Regions from separate parts of the Gossypium hirsutum genome. Here regions 1 and 2 are each linked to region 3. The links are chromatin contacts, called in public Hi-C maps. All regions are on one chromosome and are shown on one strand. Each heading gives the region's core, a stretch centred on a gene start, on an enhancer-like site or on the middle of the called end of the contact. The rest is flanking DNA. Distances are from core to core; before and after follow the strand shown.

Region 1 (3,044 bases), core at 510-3,009, 280 kb after region 3:
AAAGTTGAAAAGTTATTGATAGAGTCTTAATTTAGTGTTATCAATATAAGATGACATATATTCGAATGTATTGAAATATATTATCTTCTTATTTATAGATATAATTTTAGATATTCTTATGTCAAAAAAATAAATATAATTAAAACGTAAAATGAAATTATTAAAAAAATTTAAAAGTTAAACTAGATATGGAAGAAAAATCCTGAGGCTGAAAGACAACCACGTTTCCTGAAATTTATGTCCATGCAATCTAAGTTGAAGGACCCAAACATTAAAATCACAGCTGATATCCTCCACAAATTTAATGGGACAGTTTTTCCTTTTTCATATCTTAAAAAACGTTTTAAACTAAAACAAATTAAAAAATGTGGAACTTAAAATTTAGATTTTTTTTTCCCTTTTTCCTGGTAGATATTACTATGTATAGATATAGAGAGAAATGATATGTTTGTATTAATGAAGAACTAAATTAATTGTATATACCAATTATATTTGTTAATTAATATATCATACTCTACTTAATTATATAGATTGTACAACGTTAAAGTTTTAGTGAATTAAAAATCTATATATAACTTTTGATTGTTAGATATATATTAAAAAATGATTTATCAATCCATGTGACAAAAATATTAAATTTAATTGCAATTTTGTATGTGTCATAACAACAATTATATTGTTAAATTTTATTATTATTTTGGGTCATGGGCAAGGTCAATTTGATTTAGGAAATTTTTTCTTATATATATTTTTTTTATAAAAGTTGTGGTAATTAGTAAATATTTGGAATTGTGCCAACATAGTAAACATTGCAACTGTTTGTGGTGATACTAGTGTTTAACAAGGAGGACTTGGTGGCGGTAGGGGTTTACAATAATTCACCCTTATAGGGCGGAGTCATAAATGGAGGAGATGAGGGAGATTAGTAATGGAGAGCTTCCATATGGGAAACGAGGAAAGGAGATGCCCATTGCTAAAATGTAGAATAGAGAAAGAACTAGAGATGTCCATATGCCGAGTCAGGCCAGGCCCAATCAAAATTTTAGGCCCGTTTGCTAAGCTCGGGCCTAGCCCAAAAATGAGTTTAAAATTTTATTTAAGCCCGACCTGAATAAAAATGTTAAAACTTAGATCCGACCTGACCATATCAATTTTTTATATAAATTTTTTAAAATATATATAATATATCAAAAATACTAAAAGTATTAAAATAATTATTTCCTAACAAATTAAAAATAAATTAAAAACAATATTTATACTTAAATAACACTAAGATAGGTGCAACTTAACAAGCAAATGCCTCTAAAATAGTAACAAAATTAACAATAAAATAAGAGTTATATAATATTCAAACAATAACAATAAAATAGTAGCAACATAATAGTGAAATAGTAGTAAAATATTAATAAAAAACCAGGAAAATACGAAGAAAACAATAAAAAAATAGCAAGAAAGCAATAAAAAAATAGCAGTTTTTTTTTCATATTCGGTCTAGGCCAAAAAAGCCTAGGTTTATTTAAATTTTGGGAGAGAGAAAGTAAAATGATTTGAGGGGTAGGAAGAAGGTAAGTAAAAAAATTTTATATTTGGTTTATTTAAATTATTTAAATTATTTAAATTATTTGAATTTAAAAATTTAATTTAGTTTAAAAAAATTAATTAATTCAATTTGAATAATTCGAATTTTTTTACTGAGTGACACTGCTTTAAGCCAGGCTAATGTTTTTAACGGAAAATACATGGTGATGGTGTAATTCTTAGGAATATTAGTAAACATATTTTGATGGGTACCGACTACGGACAAAGTGAGGTCGTTGCTAATAGGATTGTTGGCTTGTAGCTGAGCTGGATGCAGTGGCAATCAGTAAAGGATCTTCCTTCACTAACTTTGGAATGATTTACTTACATGTGAAAAAAAAAAAAGAAAGAAACACCGTGTTCGAAATTAAATAAATGCAATGAATGTGTTAAAACAAGAGAGGGGAATGCATGAAAATGTGCTAAAATTAAGGAGCCGCTGAGACAAACATCATCTATAAATAGGGGCTCACGCAACGTCTCTTGATCACCATAACAAGCTTCGAGAGATCGTAATTACAGAGAGATAAAAGACTTATCGAGATGGAAGTAGTTCAAGTTCTTCATATGAATGGCGGAGTTGGAGAAACCAGTTATGCAAAGAACTCTTTACTTCAGGTATGTATGTATGTATGTATGTATGTATGTATGTATGTATGTATGTATGTATGCTGTGATTTTTTAACCTGAAATATCTTGGACAGCAAAAGGTGATAACCATGACAAAGCCAATCACAGAGGACGCAATAACTAAGCTTTATTGCAGCAAATATCCGGATGAAATAGCCATCGCAGATTTGGGTTGTTCTTCGGGACCCAACACTTTCTTTTTGGTATCTGAACTTCTCAAAGTGGTGGATAGTGTTCGCCAAAAGATAGGCAAAAAATCCCCCGAGTATCAAGTGTTTCTGAATGATCTTCCTGGGAATGATTTCAACACCATTTTCAGGTCCTTGTCCGACTTCCAAAACAAACTGAGGAAGCAACTTGGACCCGGCAACGGACCATGTTTTTTCACGGGAGTACCTGGTTCTTTCTACGGAAGGCTTTTCAGGAAAAACAGCCTTCATTTCGTACACTCTTCCTATAGTCTTCACTGGCTATCCCAGGTTTAGTTTATATATTAATGTTGTATTGTGTATATATCATTAATCATTTTAGAATCGAAAAGAGCCTTTAATTTATGAGTGAACTATTTTGATTTGATCCAGGTTCCTCAAGGGCTGGAAAGTAATAAACGGAACATTTACATGGCTAGCACAAGTCCACCAGACGTGCTTAAGGCATATTATGTGCAATTCCAAAAGAATTTTTCCTTGTTTTTGAAGTGTAGATCAGAGGAACTGGTGGATGGAGGGCGTATGGTTTTGACACTTATAGGGAGAAGAAGTGATGATCCTTCAAGCAAAGAGTGTTGTTACTTTTGGGAGCTTTTGGCCATTGCACTTAGTGATATGCTCGTTGAG
Region 2 (3,057 bases), core at 355-2,854, 430 kb after region 3:
AAGGCGAGGCCCACGACGCTTGTGATTGATGATGTAAGGTGAAGGGGGAAAAGAAGATGGTGAATCAGGTAGTGGAGTTGCCTCAGGAGTAGCATAGAGGGCAGGTGACGCTATTTGGGGATGATTGATCTTCCTTTCAGTTACTGATGTATTATTCATCCTCTCCAGCTTTGAATTGGGTATAAGCTTTGGCTTGGGAATCGGTGGTTTCATATTAGGACCAGATTTGTCAACAGATTTCGAAGCTCCAGGTTCTATTAGCCTATCCAAAGCTATAGCAGTAAAAGTCGGCATGGCTCTGCATAATAATAATAAAAAAAGAAGATAAAGTCAACAAACCTGTATCTAATCATTTTCTTAGGAAACAGAAGGGAAGAAGAAAATCTCATTGTTGCTACAAGTGATAACATTCTAATTTCAATGAAATGGAGAAGATTCACTCAATTAAACTTGTGCTTGCTAACTTTTTGTTCTATCAACCCAGCTAGAAACCTCCATATTTTACGCCTGTCCCTAATTGGAACTGGGAGCTAAGTACAACCATCCAAACCCTAAATCCATACTACGTGAGCCAAAATTAGTGTGATCCCTCTGCCAATCACTCAAATCAACCAGGATAATTGTTAAAGGAAAAAACAGGAAAAAAAAAGAAAAAAGAAGAAGAGTAAAACAGACCAAACAATCTTAAATTCATATACACACATTTATTCAGCACTTCAGCTATACTGCTACAAAAAGATTTTTTTTTTCCCTTTTTAAGTAAAACCAAAACCTATATGCTGATTTTGAATAAGAAAGCATATAGCTAAATTAAATATGAAATTGTGTAGATAAATTAAAGCCCCCATATAAGTATAACTAATTGAAAAATTGAAACCAAAACAAAGCTACCAGACACATGAGAATTCCACCTAATTTAACAGCAACCAAACATAACGAAAAGAAGAAAAAGGATATCTTCTAATCATCTACTTTGACTATTTGATGAATTAAAAAGGGATATCTACGTTAACGATGCAAAACTCGATTACTTTGCGAAGGCTCCGTTTGGAAGCAGAGAAAAGTTAAAACAAATGAACGAGAAAAACCGCAATGGATCCCTAATATAACATAGGTACACCAGCAAATTCAAAAACTGGAAAAAAAGATTAAAATTAACGAAAACCTCAAAACAAATAAAAGAAATCATTAAAGAAAAGCGAAAAAGGAAAAGAAAAGAGAGCTTTATTACCTACTAGGATGCTAAGAAAAAAATAATCCTTCAAGAAGAAACCCTAGGCGCAAGCGGCGGAGGATTCGGTGGCGCGACGAGAAGGAATAGGAGAGATCAGATTAGAGCGCGCGAAGTGAAGACATAAAACGGGGATTTCTTTATCATTTACTTTAAATTTTCTGTTTCTATTTATATAGAAAAAGAAAAAGAAAATATAAATCTGCTTCTGTGATCTTCTGGAACTCGCAAAAAACCTGTTCCCCAAGTTATTATCTTCGCCTCCACTTCTCTCCGCAAAAATTTCAAAAGGCTTGCTATTCGTTGCTGGGGATTTAGTGAAATGTCGGGTTTGACCTTGATTGGGGATGTAGGGTTCAGTTTGGAATGGGGGTAGTTTGGAATATATTTATGTTGGGAGAGGGTTCCAAAGTGTTTGGAAATGTTTTTGTTTCGTGGGCTCACACGACATCGTTTTCACGGGATTTCTACCTTTTTGTTTCTTAATGCATAGTTTGAAACTTCCTTCATTGCCTTTTGCCTTGGGCAAAACGGCAAAATTATGAAAAGTGGGGTGCGTGGGGTCAGCAAATGAATTCACTGACCGCGGCAAAATTAAGCAACGGACATACCCTCTTTTCTCTCTTTTTGTTTTTATTTTTTTATTTTTTATTTGTAAAATAAGGCCCAACCATTTTAATATTTCAATTATAATTAAAACAAACACCAACAATATTTGAGTTGAGTAAAGGATTGTCTAATGCAACAAGAATCTTGTGATAACCTCAGTTATCACATGTTCAATCTGTAATAAAAAATTGTCACTTTTCGATAATATTAATTAAATAAAAGCTAAGTAATAATTTTTATTAAAATTAAAATTAACTTTATTCTTAAAAACACCGACTAAAGGGTTGTTTAATCCAAGAATCTTGTGATGATTTGATGTAATCATAAATAAATAAGGAGGAACTTTTGGAATCTAGAAAATTGAGGGTTAAAGAAGAAAGAGAACACGTGGTAAGTTTATAGTTCAAGGGCGAAAAGTGCTTTGGTAAGGGCTGACCACATGTAAATGGAATCTGTCAATGTCATCATCCAAAATACAAAAATATCTTGGTTCAATGGAATCAACTACTAAATTGGGCTCATCACTATTGTACGGACTACGGATTAAAGATTTCAACAGCCCGGGCTTGGAAAAAAAGGCCCAACTTGTTCCCCTATTTATAGATACCGGATATTGATACGTATAAGTGGTCAGGTCAGCCCAAGTAAAAAAAATTTAAATTCGTTTTTTAGACTCAAGTTTAGCCCGTCATATTAAAATTTTTTATATAAAAAATAATACACTAAATATGCTAAAAATAATAATAAAATAAGATTTATATAATATCTAAATAATAACAACAAAAAAAGTAATAATCTAATAGCAAAATGATAGTAAAACAATGAAAAAACAGTAGCAAAACAATAAAAAATTATAATTTTTTACAAATTCGGGTTGGGCTGAGCCCTAGCCAAAAAAGACTATCCCAGGCTCAACCCGTTTAGAAAACGGGTCTTATTTCTTTGTCAAAGCCCATTTTTTAAATTTATACTTTTGCCTAAACTCTCTCACTTTTCAAATGGGCTTGGCCCGACCTATAGACAAGTCTATAAATTATAATTTATATTTATATCTTTTCTATAGTAACTTTTTTCCCAAGACTAATCCAATTGATAAAATACAATAATATAAAAATTATTAATTTATTAATTTTAACTTTATCATTTCAACTGAAGTCATATTTATGCTACGCTTGATAAGAGTATTTTTTTTACACATGTTTTGATATATGTATTAA
Region 3 (3,058 bases), core at 120-2,619:
TCAGTAATCTCCCTGTAGTCTCCATGCCCTTGCCTCTTTAAGGCTTCTCGCTTCTCGGCTTCTTTCTATTCAAATAAACCCTAGTGTCGTTAAGGATTTCAGAACAATCATACCCAGATCTGTAGACGATTTTCATCACATTGAATTAAGAATTGCCATTAAATTTCTAACCTTGAGAGCAGCAATCCTATCTGCATGCAATTTTTCCAACTCAGGATCCTGTATACAAGAAGTCATGAGCCTACACAAAGGCAGAGTGACGTAGAATGAATGAAAGATGCTCCATCACAGAATACAAACAGCTTCATAAGACTTACATCCATCAGCTCATCAAGGTCAACCTCCTCGTTGGCAGTAGATGACTGCGCCTTCTCTTGGGCAAGCAACTCCTATAAGACCATGACATTCACAAATTCACTCACATTAAACACATACCACTTGGCATAAGTATGTTGTTACCAGCTAACTTCGATAATCAGAGATAACATTTTGTACAGCAAGTCAACCTGGGGTAGCCATTTAAAAAAAGCATCATCAAAACACCCAAAACCATTAAGTTACAGTTCCCAATCCATCATTGAAAACCCCCTTTTTAGACCAAAACAGAATCTTAAAATTGTATGACTATTATCTACAAGTGCGCACAAGTTATTATATTCAAGTTCGCCAACAAATTACAGTAGCTTCAATGACTCAGCGGTAAAATAGGTCCAAAAGGCAATATCTACAATGCCAGTTAGTAAGTATATCTAACATTGAAGGGCAGCTACTTATCACCCTTGGGAGGAGCAATATAACAGACGATATGGGTAATGATCTAGTTCTATTTTAACAAAATTTCAGAACAACACAGAATATTCAATGGAAGCTTGGTCGATATAAACGGGTCGGATCAAATCGACACATAAAAGAGAACCAGAAACAGAGAGAAAATTAAGGTAAAAAGACAACCTTTTGATAGTCACGAGCAGCTGCTGCCATTACATTCCCGAATGCTAAATTAGACAACGTTGATTTAACTGAATCCGGATCCATTTCTCTTTCTCTGAAAAATTAAAACAAAAAGCAACAGAAAGGATCAAATGCATAAAAGATTTAAAGAAAGAAAAATTGAGACTTTCAGGGAAATTCTAAAGAAGGAAGCAGATCCAGGTATAATCTTACCTGCTGGAATCTCTCTTTTTTTGGGTAAAGACGAAAGAAAAATGAAAGGAAAAATATGGGATCTTGAAAATTTGAAGAGAAAAGATCTCCTATGAAACGCACCGGTTTCACGACGGACTTAATTCGGCCCCAGTAGCCGGCAGGCTAATATTAGGTCCACAAGGCCCAAATTCAATCCTTTATAGTTCCATGCTTCGATGCCGGTGCGTTCAGGCACGCATCTCGGGTTGGTTTTAGATTTATTCGGATTTTCTAATTAATTTTAGGTTTCATCATTCAAGTTTGTTAACTAAATCAGTTAATTGTCATTTTATATCAAATCGATTTAATGAAATTATTCTCTAAACACAAATAATGGATCGATTTGAGAGTCTTTGCAAGCTGAGTGACCTAAAGACAATACTAAATATTGTTTCCGCCTTTAAAATGTTAGTAATAATTAATATTAATTGAGTGTAACCATAAGACGTATTGCATTTTCAATAGAACAATGTAAGCTCGAATTTTAAAAATAATATTTTTGAGAGAGCCAATTAAGAACTCAAAACATTGACCTTAAAATGTACATGCATAACATAAAAAAATAAAGTTTGTATTACCCCACTTGATGTCAACATTGGGCTGTTCATCCAAAGCACTAAAAGGTTCTCCCACGGTACAATTTAGACTGTAGATAGGATTATATGATATGAATATACAACCATGTTAAAATCTTTAAATTTGATAATCCACCCTCAAAAAGAAATTTTGAAAATCTAATCAAGTACCCTTTGTTACATAATAATAATAATAATAATAATAATAATAATAATAATAATAATAAAACCCGCTGCATTTGTGGACATGAATGTCAACATTAGTTCTAGATTTAATGCTTGTGCTTATCCCTTGATCCATACTCCACCTCTGAAGCCAACATCATCAATTGGGAAAGACACCAATTCCGGACACCAACTAACATTCACAATTCTCAAACTTTGCATCGCTTCTTGCAACATTGGCCATTCTAATTCCAAATCCGAAAGTGATTCCAACATTAACCCTTGGATCTTCCAAACAATGTTGTTGTATCCCCAAAAGTTTTGATTCACATTTGCAAGATTTCCAGATGAGATTGAGAGGTACTTGAGCAAAGGAAGTGCTATAGGATTGAGCCAAGCTGGACTCATCTTTCCTGGATAGAACTTGAGGGACAACTCATAGAGTTGTTGTGGCGGATAGAGTTTGTCAAGTTTTGAGGTTAGATCACTCCCATGACTATCAAAGCAACTTATTGACAGATTCTCCAGATCATGTAGGTTCGCCATTGCATTAACCTCGTTCTCTTCAACTTCATCAGCATGTGTTAGATGTAATCCAAGTATCCTCAATCGTGTCAAGTTCCTTAATTCTCCGATACGGCAACCATGGCTAGATCTTGCAGGTCTAAATCCCAACAATACTTCAAGGTTTGAAAGCCTCCCCAAACCTTTTGGCAAGCATTCAAGTGAACCACAATTACTGACATCTAAAACCTTGAGCTTTCTTAATGTAATGAGGTTATGAGGCAAAGTTCTAAGATTCTGACAATAACTCAAGTCCAAAATCTGAAGGTTGGTGAGTTTTTCCAAGGACGCTGGGAGTTCAATCGAAGGATGAGTGTTGCTTAAACTGAGATAAGTTAGATGATGAAGTGAACCGATATGAAATAACAAGCTACTGATCAAAGATTGATTTTGAAACATCTAGAACTCTCAAGTATCGGAACTCACTAAGTTTCTTTGCAGTACTTGATTCAATCTTGTTGACTTCACCACTTTTGGTTGTGGACACCAATCCCCTTAACTTCGGATTAGCGGTAAGCTGCTTTCTGTCCATGTTGTTGGTAATCCCAGAGTGGCGGCAATTAGTATTG

Evidence for each region. Hi-C and Micro-C count contacts between places; a contact is called where the count stands out from the background.
Region 1: a Hi-C map of leaf shows a contact between it and region 3, with 2.6 times the contacts expected there. The contact joins the promoter of LOC107954540 here to the promoter of LOC107935421 in region 3. A contact is called at or near these places in 3 of 34 Hi-C or Micro-C datasets (all in leaf).
Region 2: a contact with region 3 is called in a Hi-C map of leaf, with 2.9 times the contacts expected there. The contact joins the promoter of LOC107890490 here to the promoter of LOC107935421 in region 3. A contact is called at or near these places in 7 of 34 Hi-C or Micro-C datasets (callus, hypocotyl and leaf).

The regions. Positions count from the first base shown.
Region 1 is chrA12:14,946,116-14,949,159 of Gossypium_hirsutum_v2.1, forward strand. It overlaps LOC107954540 (S-adenosyl-L-methionine:benzoic acid/salicylic acid carboxyl methyltransferase 2), which reads left to right and starts at 1,760. Exons shown (of 4, transcript XM_016890130.2): 1 at 1,760-2,196; 2 at 2,283-2,687; 3 at 2,790-3,044. The coding sequence starts at 2,122.
Region 2 is chrA12:15,089,963-15,093,019 of Gossypium_hirsutum_v2.1, forward strand. It overlaps LOC107890490, which reads right to left and starts at 1,605. Exons shown (of 4, transcript XM_016814945.2): 1 at 1,232-1,605; 2 at 1-298. The coding sequence starts at 294.
Region 3 is chrA12:14,664,466-14,667,523 of Gossypium_hirsutum_v2.1, forward strand. It overlaps LOC107935421 (thioredoxin domain-containing protein PLP3B), which reads right to left and starts at 1,370. Exons shown (of 9, transcript XM_016868031.2): 1 at 1,165-1,370; 2 at 952-1,045; 3 at 318-389; 4 at 172-219; 5 at 1-65. The coding sequence starts at 1,035. It also overlaps the pseudogene LOC107935437.